Linked DNA regions of Mus musculus: all the other regions are linked to region 1. Evidence: chromatin contacts called from public HiChIP or PLAC-seq data. All regions are on one chromosome and are shown on one strand. The core of a region is the stretch at or near the end of the contact, and the rest is flanking DNA. Distances in the headings are between cores, read along the strand shown.

Region 1 (4,770 bases), core at 1,419-3,918:
CAGTAAGAAAGACATAAGCCACATAGAGATGTAGACTCAGGTTCTCTTAGCAAAATGAGCATAAGGGTGGAATCCACTCACAGCTTTTATTACTTTTATCACAAGCAGAGCACTTGATCTGATAGCTAACATTCAGTAAGGACTTCATAATCCACCAGCATCTTATGATACAAAACCTTTGTAAAGTGGTAACGAAGACTTGCATGTCTACTGATGAACACTTCATTTTCTGGCTTAGGGAGTAAGCCTTTGTATGATTTATTGTATTCAGAGAAGTCTGATGTCTGGTATGAGAGTTATGTGGTTTTTACTAACTATTGCTTAACTTCTAAATAGCCTAAATACTTGTTTTCTGATATTCAAAAGCTTTTAATAGCATACCCTTCCTCTTTTTTTCCATTATTAATGCAGATCTGGATACTAACAGTTTAAGTTTAAAAAGAGGGATGAAAAAACAAAATAACTCAGAAGAATAAAACAAGTATCAAAAAAGCTGTAAGGCTGGATGGTGGTGGCCTTTAATTCCAGCACTCGTGAGAAAGAGGCAGGCAGGTCTCTAAGTTCGAGGTCAGCTGGTCAACAAAGTGAGTTCCAGTCAGCCAGGGGCTATATATATAGAGAAACCCTGTCTTGAAACTCCCATCCTCACCCCTCCCTCCCCCTCGGGGGAAAAATGTATACACACACACAAACACACACACACACTAAGGTGTAAAAAGAAAATTGTAATTCTTTTGTAAAGCACTAGTTATGTTACATAGTGCTACTACGTATCTCAAAAGAAAGTTAAACAGGGCATTGTGATGCATGCCTTTAATACCAGCACTAGGGAGGCAGAGGCAGGCGGATTTCTGAGTTCGAGGCCAGCCTGGTCTACAGAGTGAGTTCCAGGACAGCCAGGGCTATACAGAGAAACCCTGTCTCAAAAAAAAAAAAAAAAGTAAGTTAAACTCAAACCAGAAGTCTCAACAAAAGCATATTCTAAATAGATATTTAGAAAAGACCTGTAACAAAATACAAAGGTTTTGGTAACATCACAACTATCATCTACAAGAGGGGTAGGAAAACTGTGACAACTGTAAGAGTTATCAAGGTGTGGTGAGATGGTTCAATGGGTCAAAGTCCTTGCCATTAAGCCTAAATTCAGTCCCAGGACACACAACACATCCATACACTTGCACATTATATAACAATCTAATTAGGTCAAGAAAAAACTCAGCTACCTAAATACACCGTGATAAAGTAGGAAGCCAGACTGCCACTAACCATTCCTTCATGACTAAACATAAAGGCTTAATGATTGCTGCATCCTGCACGTCTGAAATTCCACTTCTCAATCTCTGCCCCTAAATGTTAATTCCTTCACTGACTTCCTCAGAGAGGAGTGCCTGGGTGAGGTGCCAAGAGGATGTCAGACCAGCAGACACCTAAAACACGTGCAACATGTGACTCTGAACAGTTAATATCAGACAAAGTCAGAGCCTAAGCTAGGCAATATACAAGAATGTGTTCACATTTCTTACACCTGAAAATATGCTCTCCAAAATGTCACTGTTGGACAGAAAAACTGGAACTGCCCTGATCTCTAAATAATATGAAAAAAAAAATCAGAAAACAAGTTTTAATGCAACAGTGTATCTACATTATTAGCATTATTGGTTCAGTTTTTATGATAAACAAAATCAAGTTATGTCATTCTTTTTTCCCTTTTTGGTTTGGTTTTAATACAAGTTTTCTCGGTATAATCCTGGCTGTCCTGAAACTCACTTTGTAGACCAGGCTGTCCTCGAACTCAGAAATCCCACCTGCCTCTGCCTCCCAAGTGCTGGGATTAAAGGCGTGCGCCACCACTGCCCGGCTGCAACTCTATTCTTAAAACAACTTTTTACCCAAAACGTGGCAAGCATTACATGCCTTTTGAATCTACAAAGTTAGTTCTACACAATAAATACAATGCTTACTCTCTTTACCAAGCTTAGAGAGTTATAAACTAATAATACTACGATACGTCTAGGAAACTGTAGACAGGTTTTGTTTGTTTTCTGTTGTAGAATATGACCATTGTCACTACTCACAAAACTCAGCGGGAGTGGAGAATCAACATGTTAATTGGTTTGTTTTTTCTCCAAATACGGCATATTCGGAACGTTTCCCCAACAAATAATGGGGATAATTCTTTAGAATCAGCAGTCGTCCAATAGAGTCAAGTTCCAAAGTAAAAGGCGGGGGAGCCGGGCGAGCCAGGTTGGTTCTGGGTCATGCATTCATATACAAATTTCTTTTGTGACATTAAGATCCGACCTAGAAACCTAGGTGGCCCAGCGGCAACCGGTTACTACAGCGACCAGTGGCTCACCGCCCATCCTCGTGCATGCTTTCGGGGTACGGGGCAGGTGACCACAGTGCAGCCGGGCGCCGTGCCGGGTTCCCGGGTACCACCGCCCAGATGTCACCGGCCACAGCGCTCCCCGCTCCCTCCGTGGCGTGTGACACCTCCGGGTCAACAGCGCGCTGGCTGTGCCGCCGGGAAAGCCGCGGTCCACTCACCCAACGTGGGCGCCTGGGGATCCACCGCAAACGCTGCCATCGCAACGGCCGCTCCTACTCCAGCAATGAGCTTCCCAGTTTTCAAAAATGGCGGAAACTCTTATCACCGTAAGAGCCGCTCAGCCTTATGGGTTGCGCAACTTCCGGTCATGCTCTCTGCGGAGGCTGAGGGCGCTTCAGCCATTTTGGAAGAGGGCAACCTTCTTTACCATGTCTGGGATGCTAAGGAAGATTTTATGAGGATACCGAGAGCAATGTGAGACGTCTGCTTCTAAGACTAGTAAACCACAGTGGTGGCACACGCCTTTAATCCCGGCACTTGGGAGGCAGAGGCAAGCGGATTTCTGAGTTCCAGGCCAGCCTGGTCTACAGAGTGAGTTCCAGGACAGCCAGGGCTATACAGAGAAACCTTGTCTAGAAAAACCAAATTTAAAAAAAAAAAAAAAAAAAAAGAAGAAAAAGATCTTGGAAAGCCTCCTAATATGTTGTTGTTAATGCTTCATAAAGATTCCTTTGCTCTCTTGATAATTAGTGAGATTTTTGCATCAACTTCCCTAGCACCTATTAAAGTACATTTAATGAAACTATATATTCCTTTCTTTCAACTTGATTCCTGCACTTGATATAAGCCTTTTTTTCTCAAAATATGTTTTCCATCATCATTTCTTGTAGCTTTTTTTGTTTGTTTGTTTTTTTGGTTTTTTTTTTTTTTTGAGACAGGGTTTCTCTGCATCACCTGGTTGTCCTGGAGCTCACTCTGTACACCAGGCTGGCCTTGAACTCAGAAATCCTCCTGCCTCTGCCTCCCAAGTGCTGAGATTAAAGGCATGTGTCACCACTGCCCATGTTAATGATAAGGAAAGCCCTGGAGCCACAGGCATCCTGCCCATGGCATCTGTGTGCTCTCCTCTTCACTCTGCTACCTCTCCTTAGAGTATGTATATTCATGTGCTTATGTGTGTGTTAACATACATTTAGTTTTGGCTGGGCAGTGGGGCACACGCCTTTAATTCCAGCACTTGGATGGCAGAGGAAGGCAGATCAAAGAGTTCAAAGCCAGCCAGGTCTACAGGGGTGTTCCAGGACAGCCAGGGTTACACAGAGAATTCTATCTAAAATAAAAATAAAAATGCAAAAGCCAACAGCCTTGAGCCTGATACTGTGTTAAATTTGTGAGTCACTACAAAGAAGTCAGGTATGAATCATTAGACAGACTTGACCGCTCTTAGGAGAGTGTCATTACAGACTGAGAGACAGCGGTTTCTTCCTGTACAGGCAATACAACAACGCCATGGGGTTAGAGCTGGCTGTCACGTCTTCACAATGATTCCAATATTAAATGACAGATTCCTAGAATTCAATTTTATTTTGTTTGGTTTGGTTCAGTTGAGACCTGTTTTCCCTGCATAGTCCTGGCTGTCCTGGAAGTCACTTTATAAAATAGGCTGGCCTCCATGACTCTGCCTCCAGAGTGCTGGAATTAAAGGTGTGCACCACCACCCACCCACCCAGAATTAAAATCTGAAAACCACTTACATGTTCAGTTTACCTTTTTTAAAAAGGGTGTGCTGAATGCAATGCTGTACAACTTTAATTCCTGCTCTCAGGAGGCAGAGGCAAGTGGATCTCTGCAAGTTCAAAGTCATCGTGGTCTGTATATAGTGAGTTCCAGGAGAGCAAAAGCTATACAGACTCTGCCCCTTCCCCCCCCACACACACACACACAAAAGAATAAATAAATATAAATTTTAAAATAAGTGTGTGTTCTACATATCAAAAGATGCATGCCTTGATCTTGTACATATAAATCAGTGTTTACTCAGCAATGGTCTTTACAGAGACAAAAGCACATGATTTGTGCTGGATCACCAACTAATTGGTAACTTAAAGCATCGAAAAAAAAAAAAACCACATTTTTTTGAAGCCAGAAATCCAGACTATGTTTTAAAGGGCTCCTATCAAGGCAGCAATAGGCCTGGTTTCTTTGGAGATACAAGAGGAGTATGGGTTTCCTTCCACCTTCTAAAGACTATACTTGTCATTTGGCTGCTAGCATCACTCTGTCCAGTCAAAGCCAGAGGCATTGCATTTCCTTCCTCTCCCCTCCCCTCCCTCCCTCCCTCCCTCCCTCCCTCCCTCTCTCTCTCTCTCTCTCTCTCTCTCTCTCTCTCTCTCTCTGACACTTCTTCTTAAAGTTTCTATTATTATGTGACTAACACTACC
Region 2 (4,770 bases), core at 721-3,220, 300 kb after region 1:
TATTTACCATGTTGCAGAGTCCTTCATGAATTGTACAGTCTAAGGTACCAACTTTGAGTTGACCGTAGAGCAGTGTTGATGCTTTCCGTAACTCTGGCAAAAGCGCACGACATGGCGGACACCACTGGGAAGAGAGGGGTAAGGATGAGCAGCCAGACTCAGGAAGGGAGGAGCTGCACGGCCCCTGCTACTGACACACAGTCCAGTGGCGCGTTCTGCCTGTCACTGTCCTGGGAGAGCCCAGAAGGAGTGGCAAGGCCGGGACAACTCTAGTACTAGCCTTCATGTTGTCAAGAAAAAGGCTTTTTGAAACTTGACAGATAAAAAGAACTCACAGGGGCAAAGAAGTCAACAAGCCATGGTTCCTTGTCACTTGCAGGGAAGTTCTGAGGTCCAAGTGTGGTAACATGAGAATTAACACTTTCTTTGGCAAAAGCAAGTATATCGTATAGAATCTTCTTTCCTAAAATTTGAGAAAAATTAAAATACGTGCTGTCTTGTATCTAAAGAAACATCCCAATTTTTATATTTAAAATATTTAAGAAAGAAAGACGGGCCTATGGGTGTACCGGTTTTGGTGAGGTTTCTGTGTTCTCTACCTTCACCTTGGCCTGCCGGGAATCCCCGTCTACTCTATGTTCTTTTGTTTCTTAGACTAGTTAAATGACCAGACCTCTATGGTATGCTTTCTCACCATCAGAAGTACAACTATCACTTTAGAATTCTCTTGAATCCAAACTGTTACAAAATGTCCAGTGGGACCATGTACTTGATGTTGGAAACATAGTATCTCAATTGTAATGGGTTACATGTATTCTTTTCTCACACTGACTTGCTATGATCATTACCCAGGTGCCTAAATGGGACTTTCCAGAGGGATTCTTGTGTATGATTCTTGAATGATCGTGTCAATTCCATTTCCTGCCCTAGCACCATGCCTACAGCTACTGCTGTAGTCACACTAGTATTTTTGGCCTCAGCATTCCTGAATGAACCCGGTTTCCTATTGCTACCAGAGTTGCCCTTAAAAAAAAAAAAAAGAAAAAAGAAGAGAAAAAGAAACTTAAATGCTTTTAATGATTTGCTACAGTCCTTGGGCTGGCAGACCTTTCTTGTCTACAAGAGGCTCTATTTTTCCAAGTGTCTTGTGACTTATTGATTGAACAGTCAAAAGTAAGTTGAGCCCTGTGAGTCAGACATTTATATTGTCATGGCAAACAGAAAAAGAGAAAACGCCTCCTTTTAAGGTCATGGGCAACAGAAGTTAGTTGACCACTGTTTACATTGCGAGTGCCACGTGACAGTATACTCTCCTGCCCATTTTCTTGAGTGCTGGTGCTTGAACTGTTTCACACTTTTCTTTCTGACCACGGATTCTCTTTCTTTACTCACACTAACTCAAACTCACTCAGGCCCTAGCCATTAATATACAACTTAATGTCTTCATATTTGGCTTAAATTTCTTGCAGCCAACGTGTACATTCAACTGTGACCTGCACATTCTACTTCTGGTCAACTCTTAATTCAGTATCCTCTTCCACATGGAAAGATCCAATGACTCAAAGTACGTGTCACTAAATACAATGATGAGAAGTGCCTGACTCTTCTCGCTCTCTCTTATTTATTTATTTATTTATTTATTTATTTATTTATTTATTTATTATATGTATATGTATATGTAAGCACACTGACGCTGTCTTCAGACACACCAGAAGAGGGCATCAGGTCTCATTACAGATGGTTGTGAGCTACCATGTGGTTACTGGGAGTTGAACACAGGACCTCTGGGAGAATAGTCAGTGCTCTTAACTGCTGAGCCATCTCTCCAGCCCCTGACTCTTCCCTCTTAATTTCCTATTTCCTAACAATAACCAAATTACATTGAGCTTCCAAACGGTTGAAACTGGCCTACTGACCTTCATTATTTTTCTTGGCTACGATCACTTATCTATGGCATTTTCTATAGTCAACCTAAATGACTAACCAGCAGCTGCCTGACTTTTCTTTCCAATTTTGCTTCCTACCCACTCTGAGCAGCCTGTAACTTATCTAAAATCAAGTAAAATCAAGTATCATTCTGTTGTCTTTCACGATAAAATTCCAATTCCTTTCTCCAGAAGATCAGAGATAATCTGCATCTTTGTTTTCTTCAAGAATGAACTTTCTCATCTTTAAACTCCTGCTGGTTTAAGGCCAACAGGGCTCTATTATCTCAGGCCTGTGAATAAATCGACTCAGTATTTGGAATGTGTTTCACCTCTTCTCTGGGTAACCATTGTTTACATCTTACATGGAGATTACTTTTAGACCTTCCTCTGATCTCCCAAGATTGTTCTACCTCAGTTTTTTTTCATAAGTACACTTATTTTCTGATAGCCAGTTTCTTTCCAAGGCAGCTCCAGTGACATTTACTTCATGTACAAGTGCTGGCATATGTGACCAGTGGAATGTGACCGTGATCTTACGCGCTCCCAGGTTATAAGAGTCACTGCTCCTTCTGGCTGGCTTTCTCATTTTCAGGTTACTTCCTCTTGGGTTAGTTAGCTCCCACACTGTAAGTACCCCACAGAGCCACAAGAAGAACCACGGCCGCCTGCCACATGAAGCTTTTCAATGATCCCACACGCCATGCTGAATCCTCATGTGGTGGCTACAGCCAACCTTCAGATGGCCTTCATCTACCTTGACTGCAGGATCACAGAGAAACTAAGATAACCTGTTCCCAGACTCCTAACCAAGAAACAGTTGTTTGGGTAATGGATACTTCATCACACCCAAACATTTAAAAACTGTCCATTTACCTGTCTGCTTTCTTTCCAAGTCTATAAAATCTTTAGGGCACAGGTTAAAAAGAGCTCACTTGCCCCTCTCCCCATTTTGTGTATTATATACCGACACAAAGGTGCTGAGTGCAAAGTGTATTATAGTTTTTATTAACACAAAGAGAAGTGCTTATACATTCTGTGTGCTTCCTAGGGAAGAAGGGTAAGTTGTGAAGGTGTAATTTGGAGTTTGCTGACTCTCTGGAGGAATAGGAAGGAATACTTAAAATTCACAAGGTAGGGTCATGTGTGAGGGCATAAAGGACTGGAAGAACGTGACATGTCCAAGGATTCAAAAGGAGTTGAAACTAAGAATATTTGATGGAACGGAGGTTGGGGATGAGGCTAAGAACACAGGCGAAACAGGAATGAAAGCACCCCGCTCATTTAACAACTCTACACAGTTCCTACTATGTATATCTGGCATTATTCTAAGTGCTGGAGACAGAACAGTGAGCAAAACAGAGAATGCCATTGTTGCCATACTAAGGAGTGTGAAGTTGAGTCTTCAGAAGACTCAAAAGGCAGAGCAGTGGCATGAAAAGGCTGTGCTAGGTCCTAAGTGCAAACAGCAGGAAGCAGCTGTACACATAGTGAGGATGGACCGGAAACAAGGAGTCAGCAGAGAAGCTACGAGGAACACTTCACAGGTAACACATAACACATGTAACTCCAACCTGGGCACACTGCTCCAAACCTATACAGAGGGCAAGGCAGGAAGAGGGCAGAGGAAGAGGAGGTTCAAGGGAAGTTTCAGCTTGGGATACTTCGAGTTTCAGGCTAGCATGGCTCACAGTAAAACCTATCTTGCTGTGAGGCTCTAACAGCTTAGAGTCCTAAGCTTTGGTTTTTGAGTGAAGGCACATGTGCACATAAAAGTCTACTTGGCAGAGTTGGGGCAACTTACATACACTTTCAACTTCAGTCTTCCCTTCACTGGAAGCTATGAAGAAGCCAACAGTTCCCCTGTAGGAGGCCCTTATCTGACTGTCAACAGTACTGGGAGTCAGGGTCATCTCGTTACACTTCTGTTCACACAGTTCCTTTAGCCCAGTACTTCTCATCCTTCCTAATGAAATAACCCTTTATTAAGAGTTCCTCATGGGCCCCAACCATAAAATTATTTTTGTTGCTACTTTGTAACTATAATTTTGCTACTGTAATGAATCATAACTATTTTTAGAGATAGAGATTTGCCAAAGGGCTGGGACCAACAGGTTGAGAACTGCTGCTTTAGCCTAAAGGACCCTATTTCTTTTACTTCCATATTTGCTTTTAGTAGGTGAGCAGTTTATGCTCAATTCAAATATTGTCACTTGACCTATGCTATAGACAAATACTACTGGTCTTGTTAAGATTTATATATACTGAGCATTTTTCATGTTTTCCTTAGAGATCTCTCTCTTGTCCCTATCACACTGCCATCTAAACTTCTTCAGAGCACTGCTTTCATGGTCTGAATGAAAATGGCCCCCATAGGCTGACATATTTGAATATTTGGTTTCCAGTGTCTCGAACTATTTGGGAAGGATTAGGAAGAGTGGCATTGTTGGAGGTGTGTCATTGAGGTGGAATTTGAAGTTTGAAAAGCCCAGCCCAGGCCCAACCTCATTGTTCTCTCTCTTCCTGAAGCCCGTGGGGAGTGGATGTGAGCGAGCTCTCGGATTCTGCTCTAGCATCATGACTGCCTACCTCCACCCTCCATCATGGTTATGAACTAACCCTCAGAAACTGTAAGCAAGCCAATACTTTCTTCTAAGTTGTCTGGGAAATGCTGTCTGTTTACAGAAATAGACTGTTTCATGTCTTACAACTCTGTGACCTCTCACTTGAAGCAGTTCCATAGGTAAAGCTCAAGGGAGAGGCATCAGGTTAGTATCTGTTACTCATTTACCTGCATGTCTTCAGGACATCAGAAACATAATTCTGAATTCAAGAGACAAAGCAG
Region 3 (4,770 bases), core at 1,063-3,562, 280 kb after region 1:
GAATTGTTCTCTCAAGGTCTGTGAAGAATTGTGTTGGAATTTTGATGGGAATTGCTTTGAATCCGTAGATTGCTTTTGGTGAGATGGCCATTTTTACTGTTAATTCTACTGATCCACGAGCATAGGAGATCTTTTCACCTTCTGATATCTGCAATTTCTTCCTTCAGAGACTTAACGTTCTTGTCATACAGGTCTCTTACTTGCTTGATGAGCTGTAGATTTCCATTCAGTTTCCTGACCCTCTCTCCTATCTCTCCCGACACATGATCGTGGACTTCCCCCTATTTCTCTCCCCAACCCCTCTCCCACTCCATTCCCTTCCTCCATCTGCCTCCCATGACAATTTTATTCCCCTTTCTAAGTGAGATTCAAGAATCCTCCTGTGGGTCTTCCTTCTTGTTTAGTTTCTTGGGTCTTTGGAGTGTACAATGGGTATCCTGTAGTTTATGACTAATATCCACTTGTGAGTACATATCACAGGTGTCTTTTTGGGCCTGGGTTACCTCACTCAGGATATTTTCAAGTTCTATTCATTTGCCTGCAAAATTCATGTCTTTGTAATAGCTGAGAAGTATTTCATTTTGTAAATGTACATACATTTTCTTTATTATTCGGTTGAGGGACATCTGGGTTGTTTCCAGTTTCTGGCTATTACTTATAAAGCTCCATGAACATAGTGGAGCATATGTCCTTGTGGTATGGTGGAACATCTTCTGGACATATGCCTAGGAGTGGTATAGCTGGGTCTTGAGGTAGAACTATTTCTAGTTTTTTAAGAAACCACCAGATTGACTTCCAGAGTGGTTGTACAAGTTTGCACTCTGACCAGCAATGGAGGAGTGTTCCCCCTTGTTTCACATCCTCTCCAGCATGTGCTGTCACTTGAGTTTTTGATCTTGTCATTCTGCTGGAGTGTGAGATAGAATCTCAGAGTTGTTTTTGATCTGCACTTCCCTGGTAATGGAGGATGTTGAACACTTAAGTACTTCTAGGCCACTGGATTTGGGTAATACAAAATCCTTGTCATGGAATATTTCAAAGTGGTGCATCAATCCCTATCTGACTCATTGTGATGATCTGTATATGCTCGGCTCAGGAAGTGGCACTATTAAAAGGTGTGGCCCTGTTGGAGTAGGTGTGCCATGTGGGCGTGGGCTTTAAGACCCTCATCGTAGCTGCCTGGAAGCCAATATTCTTCTAGCAGCTTTCAGATAAAGATGTAGAACTCTCAACTCCTCCTGACCATACCTGCTGGGTGATGCCATGCTCCTGCCTTGATGATAATGGACTGAACCTCTGAACCTGTAAGCCAGCCCCAATTAAATGTTGTCCTTATAAGAGTTGTCTTGGTCATGCTGTCTGTTCACAGCAATAAAACCTGAACTAAGACACTCGCCCATAACCATTTTTGTTTCCTTTGTATTCTATTTTGAAGCAAGTCTTGGACATTGTTATCATAAAAAAAAATCAACCTACTGAAAAACAAGATACCCTTATCAAATATCCATTACAATTTTGTTTCTTCCCCTCCTGCCCCTGCCACCTCCCACTTTTTTTGAGGGGTGGGGTAGGGTGGAGGGTAGGTCTATCCCAGGGCCTTGTGCCTGCTCAGGTGGCTCACGCCTTTAATCCCAGCACTTGGGAGGCAGAGGCAGGCGGTTTTCTGAGTTCGAGGCCAGGCTGGTCTACAGAGTGAGTTCCAGGACAGCCAGGGCTACACAGAGAAACCCTGTCTCGAAAAACCAAAAGAACAAAACAAAACAACAACAACAAAACAAAAAATCTACGACTGAGCTATATCTGCAGCCCAGTTCTCTGTATGTGTGTGTGTGTGTGTGTGTGTGTGCGAACCAGACCCAAGAAGTATACATAGTATATTTGGATGATATGATAAAAAATCCTTTCATTTCATAAATTTTTTTTCCATTTTGGTTTTTGTCTGCACATTAAAAAAAAAAACATGTATTTTATTTATACGACTAGCTGATGAAGTTGGCAGAACATTTTTTTTCCTGCTATACATTTTTTCTACTTAGTAAATTAAGTCGTCATGGTACAGACAGTTAAAGTAAGCAAAATTAGCAAACACACTAAGGAACTGGGTCACAAGACAGGAACTTCATTTTTAGAGCAACAGTCCTTCATAACTGAGAATGAGATTGTCATGAGTTTAAAAGAACATTAGGAAGCACAGAAAATTCTGAGAATTTTGAAAAAAAAGCATCAGTACAATTTGATGACTGTTGTAAATCTTGGGAAGTGACAGATGTTAATGTGGTTGCGCTCTTCGTCAATGGGAGTCTGCTTTGCTTCATGGCATGGACAGAGTGTAGCACGCTACAGTAGCTGTGTGCCTGTGTGCTGTTACATGTTAGTCATGTTACAGCAGATCACAAACGTCAGCTTGTTTACAATTTCACAGTCAACACTTGATATTCAGGGTCCTTTTAGCTAGAAAACAATGCAAACGAGGGGCCTGACTCCACAGAACTGCCTGAAGTAGAAAAGACTATCCCCCCCCCCCCCCCATAGGTGGAATGAAGTCTCTTCTTGTTTTTCACTGCCACCTACTGGAGCCTGATGTTTCTAATAAAAACCCACAGGGAAGCCTGTTAGAGGAAGGAAAAAGGTTAGGAAAATGGAGAAAGTGTTTTTCAAAGGAGTAGGTGTGGCTTCATAGGCAAAGATACATTCGATTTTCTAATAAACATCGTAAAAACACCGATCACAATACTGTTAGGCATTGTGAGGGGGGTACTAATTAAACAGCAACCATCACTGATATACATTTTTTTTTTGGTGGCATTTGCACTTTTCTGGGCATGGCAATTATATATGTGGTATACAGTGCTCCATTCTCCTGTCCAAGCAGTAAGCTTTCCTGTGTGTCGGTTTCCTGCCCTTTAGTCCACCGAAGTGTATTGCAGACTTAAAAAAAGACTATTTACTTTGTGTTTGTATTTGTGTGTGGGCATGCACGTGCCATGGCACACACAGGGAGGCCAGAAGTCACCATAAGGGAGTCAGTTCTTTCCTTCTACCACGTGGGTCCTGGGGATTGAACTCAGGTTGTGGGGGTAGGGATGGGGAGCTGGGGGTGGGGGATAGGTTCAAAGCAGGTGCCTTTAACTCCTCAAAACCACCACACCTGCTCTCATTTAGGGCACTTTATCCACATCACTGCCAAGGAACCAAAAGAAACACTATTTGACCGGCCGTTCTTTTTTACTTCTCTTGGTCTCCCTCCCTTTGGTTTGCGGTGGCACAGTGGCCACTTCTGCTGCTTCTTCTCTTTGGTTTGCGGTGGCACAGTGGCCACTTCTGCTCTTCTAGAGGCCTTACTTTTCACAAGAAAGAAAGACGTGGTATTTCTTTGTGCCTGGCTTACTTCACTTAGTAGAGTGAACTCCACTTCTCCGCGTGTTGCTTTCAACAGCCGAATGATGTTCTGTCAAGTGCCATGATGCTTATATTCCTTGGTGATGACAGCCACTAAAACAGGTAGACGCTATGTGCCACTGTGATCTCTGGTTTTGGGTTGCATTTCAGTAGTGAGGCTGAGCAGTTCTTACTGTTGACTACACAGACAGGTCATATTTTCATCCTGCTTTGAATTTTTCTTTACAATCTGGACATTAGTGAAATACTTCACAGATAAAGCTTGCACTTCCATATGCTATACTGTTTTCTCTCAATTATTTCCTTTGCTATACAGCTTTTTAGTAGAATATAGTTTCATCTATTTGTGCCCATGCCTTTGGTGTCTTTATTTAAAAAGTCATTGCTATACTACTATCTTGAAGTGTTCCCTCTATATTTCCTGATAGTAATTACAAAATCTGAGGCTACTTCTGCATGTGTATTCAGTTTTGCTAGGACATAATGGAGACATTCTTCTCTCCACTGTATGCTCTCAGAGTCTTGGTGAAAACCAGTTGTCCATATGAGTAGTTTAATTTCAGGGACCTCTCTTCCAATGACCTGACAGTTTTTAACGTTGGCAGAATGCTGTTCTCGTTACTGTGACTTAATAGTATATTTTGAAGTCTGGTTTTGTCGTATTTTCCAGTTTCTTCTCTCACCAAGTCACTCTGGTTATTCTGGGTTTTTTACCCCCCTTCTCAGTGTGACATGTATTTTAGGGGTTTTACTTCTATTTTTATGATGAACTATTTCTATTTGGACCATCTCATATGAAATTATAATTTACTCAATAACTCTTACCATAAATTATTAGCACAGTAGTTTGAATTAAAATTAGAATACTCTTGCAGTTAATTAAAATATCCATGCAGAGCTGGGCATAAAGCCAGGCTCTAAGCTCTGATATGGCAGGAATTGTAAAGGCATGGCTGGAGGGCAGGCAGAGCACAGAAGAGCAGGGGCACAAGTACACTACCATCTCACCTGGCTTCAGCTGGGTTCTCAGATCCTGAAGCTTGCATGGCCAAGTGCTTCACCCAATGAACCATCTCCCCAGTCCCTGTAGCAGTATACTCTCGACTAAAAAGATATTAAGGAACCAAGTATCCAAAACAAGTTCTAATTGGCTGTACACAGCCTGTCTCCTAGGATTTGCTCTGCTCTGCTAGGAGGAGCTGCACAGAGAAATAGTATTGCTTCAGTGTACACGTGATACTCCTTAGAGGTGTTCCATTTAAATATCAACCTGCCAGCCATCTGCTGTGAATGCACAATATGAATCTGAGGTCAGCTACTGAATAATTATCCGAGTTACCTAACCCCATGTCCAGCAGCAGGTCCTATGTT

Evidence for each region. HiChIP or PLAC-seq counts read pairs in DNA pulled down with a chosen protein or histone mark.
Region 2: a contact with region 1 is called in an H3K27ac HiChIP or PLAC-seq map of extraembryonic endoderm stem cells, with 6 times the contacts expected there. The contact joins the enhancer-like site here to the promoter of Nup35 in region 1. A contact is called at or near these places in 1 of 39 promoter capture datasets (embryonic stem cells), 50 of 484 Hi-C or Micro-C datasets (the AML12 cell line, B cells, the Ba/F3 cell line and 26 more), 7 of 115 datasets of contacts at active chromatin or transcription factors (bone marrow-derived macrophages, differentiating embryonic stem cells, embryonic stem cells and 2 more) and 3 of 9 other capture datasets (adipose tissue, liver and pancreatic islet).
Region 3: a contact with region 1 is called in an H3K4me3 HiChIP or PLAC-seq map of bone marrow-derived macrophages, with 5 times the contacts expected there. The contact joins the enhancer-like site here to the promoter of Nup35 in region 1. A contact is called at or near these places in 1 of 39 promoter capture datasets (embryonic stem cells), 13 of 484 Hi-C or Micro-C datasets (the G1E-ER4 cell line, LSK cells, bone marrow-derived macrophages and 8 more), 4 of 115 datasets of contacts at active chromatin or transcription factors (bone marrow-derived macrophages, embryonic stem cells and extraembryonic endoderm stem cells) and 3 of 9 other capture datasets (adipose tissue, liver and pancreatic islet).

What each region holds. Positions count from the first base shown.
Region 1 is chr2:80,636,710-80,641,479 of GRCm38.p6, reverse strand. It overlaps Nup35 (nucleoporin 35), which reads right to left and starts at 2,668. Exons shown (of 9, transcript NM_027091.4): 1 at 2,548-2,668. The coding sequence starts at 2,587.
Region 2 is chr2:80,336,166-80,340,935 of GRCm38.p6, reverse strand. It overlaps Dnajc10 (DnaJ heat shock protein family (Hsp40) member C10), which reads right to left. Exons shown (of 23, transcript NM_024181.2): 14 at 336-463; 15 at 8-124. Among named protein-coding and RNA genes, the nearest start is that of Dnajc10, 23 kb to the right of the region's middle. Within about 2 kb of position 1,970, at least 18 of the 459 cell types and tissues checked have an H3K27ac peak or open chromatin away from gene starts, as enhancers often do. A contact at or near this core is called in the AML12 cell line, Sertoli cells and extraembryonic endoderm stem cells, where this site is marked.
Region 3 is chr2:80,354,638-80,359,407 of GRCm38.p6, reverse strand. No RefSeq gene overlaps it. Among named protein-coding and RNA genes, the nearest start is that of Gm13752, 34 kb to the left of the region's middle. Within about 2 kb of position 2,312, at least 5 of the 459 cell types and tissues checked have an H3K27ac peak or open chromatin away from gene starts, as enhancers often do. A contact at or near this core is called in bone marrow-derived macrophages, where this site is marked.